Linked DNA regions of Urocitellus parryii: region 1 is linked to region 2. The links are chromatin contacts, called in public Hi-C maps. All regions are on one chromosome and are shown on one strand. Each heading gives the region's core, a stretch centred on a gene start, on an enhancer-like site or on the middle of the called end of the contact. The rest is flanking DNA. Distances are from core to core; before and after follow the strand shown. Region 1 holds the start of Chchd3 (coiled-coil-helix-coiled-coil-helix domain containing 3). Region 2 holds the start of Exoc4 (exocyst complex component 4).

Region 1 (2,823 bases), core at 321-2,820, 140 kb before region 2:
AGATTTTAAAAATCTCTCCATAAAACTCAAGAGTTTATAGCAATGTTTATTTTACTCCAAAGAGTACCAACCACAATACTGCAAAGGATGCAGCCTTGAATATTTTTTTAACAAAATGTAGTACTACCATTCATTAATATTTTATAGAAAGCAATGCTGGTCAAAGACCAAAAACAGTTCAACAGTCTGAGTTTCTAAAAGAAAACTTTAATAAACTCTTTTCAAGGTTAACAGTAGCAAAGGAAAAAGTTTTTAAACACTTTCAATATATAAAAAGTTTTATTTCCTAATAACAAATGCTAAAAGGAATTCACACATTTAATTTTGTAAAGCTGGCTGTGTAATAACAGAGAAAGAAAAAATATAAAGTATCATAAAACTTTCCTGAAGTCAAAAGTGCTTTATTTACTACGTTCAGGCATCATACTTCCAAAAATGTGAAGCTCCAAATTCAGGTGCAGCGGAGAGTGTGTTAATGAAGTTAGTGCTGGTATACTGACACCCTAGAGAAAAATCAAGTTTTCAGTTTACGTATCAAGTACATGCAGAGGGCATAAAAAAATTCCCTTACAACGTCTCGGTCAGAACTGACTCTATTAACTTCTACTGGCCTGGAGAATTTCCAACCTATCTCAGCCCCCATCAGGCTGGCAGACAGTAGGCCTGAAGTAACTGGGACTAGTCCAAAAAACGTAGGCACAGCAGGCCACAGAGAAGGCTCCTGGGAAAAACCAGATATCAGATGAAAGTGAAGGAGGGAGGAGTCAGAAGTCACAGAGGCAGGCGAGAAAGGGGGAGGGGTGCGTGTGTGTGTGTGTGTGTGTGTGTGTGTGTGTGTGAGATGGGGAAAGGGGTGGTATCCGAAGGAAAACATTAAATGTCAGAAAGCAAATTAAAGTGATCCTTAAAACGCCAATTCACCCTGAGAGATGATGTAGGCGTGGGAATGCAGGGCTCGGGTCCTGAATACAGGAGCAGTAAGACACGGGTGACCCGTCCCACGGCAGGCGCGGGGAGTGCCAAAGTCCTGCAACTAGTGAGCAGTGCAGGTCAGGCCAGGCGGTGAGCCCTGGAGGGTCCCGTTCAACCCGGCATGCCCCACCCGGCCCCGCACAGTGCCTGGCACTTGGCGCACAACCAGGAACTCTTTCTGAATGAACGTCCCGAGTCTGGAAACTACGGGCTTCTTCCCAGAGAGCCAGGCTTCGGGTGGGACAAACACGGGGGCGGGACAGGGAGACACCCAGCGGAGCGGGTCCCGGGGACCTCGGGGCGCAGGGGTCCCAGTCGGAGTGCTGGCCCTCCGCCCGCCCACTACACTCACCCGGATGCCCTTCACCACGGTGATGTTCTCATTCTCGTCCGCCTCGAAGGTGACCCGGCGAGTGCTGGCGGTCCCACCCATGGCTCCTGCTTCTGCCCCCGCAGTCCTAGCGCGGACCCACGAGTTCTTCAGGGCCCCCGCGCACTCACGCGGGTGGAAGAGCCGGGACACTTCCCTTGCCCAGCAGGAGCAAGGCCACGACCCCAAAAAGCAAGGAGAAGGCGCCGGTCCCGAGCTCCCGCCTCCTCCGGTCACGCGCCATAGCAAAACCCCCTGGTGTTGGTCGGAGATCCGAAAGGGCCGCCTCTACTCAGCGGGAGAGCCATGATTGGTTGGCCCGGACCCGGATGCTATGGCAACAGGTGGTATTTGACAAGGTTTCCGAAGCCCCTGAGTGTATTGGGAATTGTAGTCTCGAGCTGACGCGATGGGTGCTGGGGCGAACTCGCCTCGGTCTCCAGAGTGCCAGGGAAGCACGGCATTCTGGGAGTTGTAGTCTTGGCAGCTCTAAAGCCTTGTCACTCGTCAACTTTCAAGGAAGTTCATTCATCCAGCAATGGAGATTTAAAGACATTATCTAGAAACTGAAGTTGGTGAGTTCAAAGACACAAACTCTCTCTTTAAGAAATTTGAAGTTGGATGAGCGATGCACTCCCCTAATGGAGCTGTTCTTAAATACTACATGCAAATCCCCGACACAAAATTTAGAATATTTTAGTCTTAGCCATTAAAAAAAAAAAAATAGGCCAATGTCCCTATCTCGTGAACTGTATAAAATACTTGTTTTATTTCTTTCTATAAAGTACAATTTTTAATGCTGATTTTCATATCTGCATAGGAATTTTTAAAACGGGGGAAAATTTTGCATCAAACAAGTAGAGCATTCACTTTCAACATGGGTATCTTCCTTCACTTCAGTTACATAAGGTGGACCATAATATGGTTAGGCAGAGAAAAGTTAAGTGCTTGCCAAAGATGGTATAAATTAGTGGAGAGACTAAAACTACATCACACCAAGTTGAGATGATTTATTTGGAAAGTTTCTAGTTTCATATGTCACCTCTACAAGACCAAATTAATATTTAGGTCATTTTTGTACACATTTAATTATTTTTTTCTAAACATTCTGCTACATGTACATTTAGCCATATCACCTTAGACTTACAGAGGCAGATGTATTCTCTAGAAATTAGGTGAATGGGTCTGGGGCATAGCTTTGTAGCATCATGTGCAAGGCCTCAGATTCAATCCCCAGATCACAAAAAAGGGAAAGAAAAGGAAGGGAAGGAAAATGTTAGGTGAATGATGGTACTATTTTCAGTTGGTCCCTTTCAACATTAGAGCCATGACATACCAAGGCATTCCTTATGTTATTCAACAAAGCATTAACATTTTTGAGCTTCAATTGTGCTGATCTGTAATTTTTAGACCTTTATGTGATTTTGTCTTTTTCATTTCTATATTTGTGGCCAATAGAAGAGTTTTTATTACATCTCATT
Region 2 (2,700 bases), core at 12-2,511:
TTTCCCCTCATATTGTCATACCTGAATTCTGTATAACAAAGGTCTCCTTCCCTCTTCCATGCAATTCCCCTTCTCCCTCCCTTTCCCTCCCACCTCTCTTCCCTATCTACAGGTAATTTTCTTCTCATGCTTTTCCTCCCTACCCTATTTTGAATCACCTCCCTTGTATCAGAGAAGACATTCAGCATTTGTTTTTTGGGATTGGCTAACTTCACTTGGCATAATCTGCTCTAATGCCATCCATTTCCCTGCAAATGCCATGATATTTTTATTTTTTAGTGCTGAGTAATATTCCATTGTGGCATTACAATTCTTATTACCCATATATAGCACAATTGGAATCAAGTGCTCTACAACCCAAGGAGGTAAGTAAGTTATCTTTCTGTTCATCTCTGAAGCTCTTCCATCTTCTGCTAGTAGCAACTTATCTCCTTATTCCCTCTCAACAATTATTCTTGTTCCTCACTCTACTCACTTTCCAGAAACATTCTAATTCTGGCTCTGTGTTCATTTAGAGTTCTGAATGAATGACTAGGCCAGTAGAGTTAATGTAGAAAACATAATAAACTTAGTGGTAAAACAACTAAAAAACCACAAACTTGTTCTATTACTACCTGTATTTATTTAGCTTGGAAAGAAAAGGAATCTGCAATTTGGTCAGTTTTTTTTTTTTTTTTTCAGTTTTCCTCTTTTCTTTATCAATATTGATTTGCACATTCCTGCATGAATTTTCAGATAATCTGGAAATATAGGAACACTGTAAAGAATTGGACTTATACATAAAACGAATGTAGTAACATTTAGTTTTAGAAAACACCAAGGAAAACATTTCTATTAATTCTCACATTGATTGAATTTTTTTAAAAAATCACTTTATGCTTGAAGTAAAACTTTGCTCATAGACATCATGGAATCCCTTTCATTTAAACACATATGTTTACACATTTTGAAGCCATCAGATATATTTGATTCAAAGACTATTAAAATTCTGAAAGCAAGAATACTGAAAAAAGCCAAAGGCCTGAATAGATATAAAAGAAGCTGCTCCTTGCAAGACTCAAAGTTGCCCTGGTTAAGTTTTCCTGAGCCGCAGAACGAGAACTACAATTCCCACAATGCTAAACGCGAAAACGCAAGCCTCGGCTTCACGGCTTGCCGCCTGAGTCCCGCCTCCTCGCCCCAGTGATTGGACTTCCCACTTCCGCGCCTCTGGACTTCCCTTCTCCCATTGGTGGAGGCTTCAGCGGGGTCAACAACGGAGTTCACGCTCGGCCGGCTTGGTTCTGTCAAGCCCACCGGCCTTCCCCTCCGTGCCAAGATGGCGGCAGAAGCAGCTGGTGGGAAGTACAGAAGCACAGTCAGCAAAAGCAAAGACCCTTCGGGGCTGCTCATCTCTGTGATCAGGTGAGGGAGGCAGGAGGCAGCGTCAGGGGACGGGGGCAGAGGCTCGATCTCCGCTGTGGAAGGGAGAAGGGTTCGCCGGGTTCCACCCCGCAGACCTTTTCCTTTCCTCCCTGCCTCCCCAGCTCCTCCCAGGGCCCCAGCAGCTCCACGCTTTTCAGCACCAGCAGTACCCCACTTTTCTCCGGGGCTGGGCCTAGAGGGAGGAGCCCCGCTTCACAGTCAGTAGGGGCTGAGCCCTCTAGGTTCCCTGGGCCCTAAGAGCAAGCAGTTTGGGTTGGTGGAGAGAGCCAGGTGAAGGTGTGTTCATCCATTGATCAAACCTTGATTTAGCAGAGCTCTCAGAGGAAGACGTCTTGTTCCCTGTACTCTGGGTGCAAGGCCGGAGAATACTGTCACGAGTTGCAGATTGTCCAACTCTGGTCACTTTCCACCACTTGTGAACGGCCTCAGCCCCACGTACAAGGGCCGGCAGTGGGCTGGTAGAAGGGCTGGGGTTTGAAGGCACACATCTGTTTTCGATTTGTGTTGTGCCCGTTTCTGCCTTTCTACCCGTCTATTCCTTAACAACAAAACGAAGCAAGTTTCAAATTCTCCTTCAGGCATCCTCTTCCCTGCCACGTTAGGATGAGAGTGGGAAAGGGAATCTTTTAGGAACCTGTGTCTTTAAAAGAGTGAAATAAATTGAGTACCGTTAAGGATGATACAGGCAATAACTATAAACAACCCAAATTAGAAGTAACGTGACGTGTTTTTACATTGTTGGCACTCGAATGTCAAGTCAGTCATTTTCCATGAAAGGAACACCGCTTTCTGCTCCTTTCCCCGACCTATGCTAAACTTTTGTTCGAGTTCTTGGAGGGCTCCTGGAATGTCCTGATCATCTTTTTATTTAAAAAAACATTTCATCAGTGCACTATAATTATACATATTAGTGAGATTTGTTGTTACATATTCTTATATGCACACCGCATAATTTGGTCTGATCATCTTTTTAAAACTCAGGACTCATCAGTGTCTGATAAGTACTAAGCAATTTGAATGAATATATCAAACTTTAATTATTTTATTTTTTGCAATATGGCGTATTGAACCCAGGGATGCTTTACCACTAAACTATATCTCTGCTTCCCCCTAACCTAACTTTAAAAATATTTTGTTTTGAGACAGTCTAAGTTCCCCAGACCTGTGATCCACCTGCCTCATCCTCCATAGTTTACTGAGATTACAGGCATGTGCCACCATGCCTGGCATTTATTAAAGGACAGTTTACCACTCAAGGACTAATAAAGATCCATT

What was found. Hi-C and Micro-C count contacts between places; a contact is called where the count stands out from the background.
Region 1: a Hi-C map of muscle shows a contact between it and region 2, with 4 times the contacts expected there. The contact joins the promoter of Chchd3 here to the promoter of Exoc4 in region 2. A contact is called at or near these places in 2 of 2 Hi-C or Micro-C datasets (liver and muscle).

What each region holds. Positions count from the first base shown.
Region 1 is chr3:20,410,435-20,413,257 of mUroPar1.hap1, reverse strand. It overlaps Chchd3 (coiled-coil-helix-coiled-coil-helix domain containing 3), which reads right to left and starts at 1,570. Exons shown (of 8, transcript XM_026392785.2): 1 at 1,325-1,570. The coding sequence starts at 1,405.
Region 2 is chr3:20,266,333-20,269,032 of mUroPar1.hap1, reverse strand. It overlaps Exoc4 (exocyst complex component 4), which reads left to right and starts at 1,261. Exons shown (of 18, transcript XM_026392784.2): 1 at 1,261-1,404. The coding sequence starts at 1,319.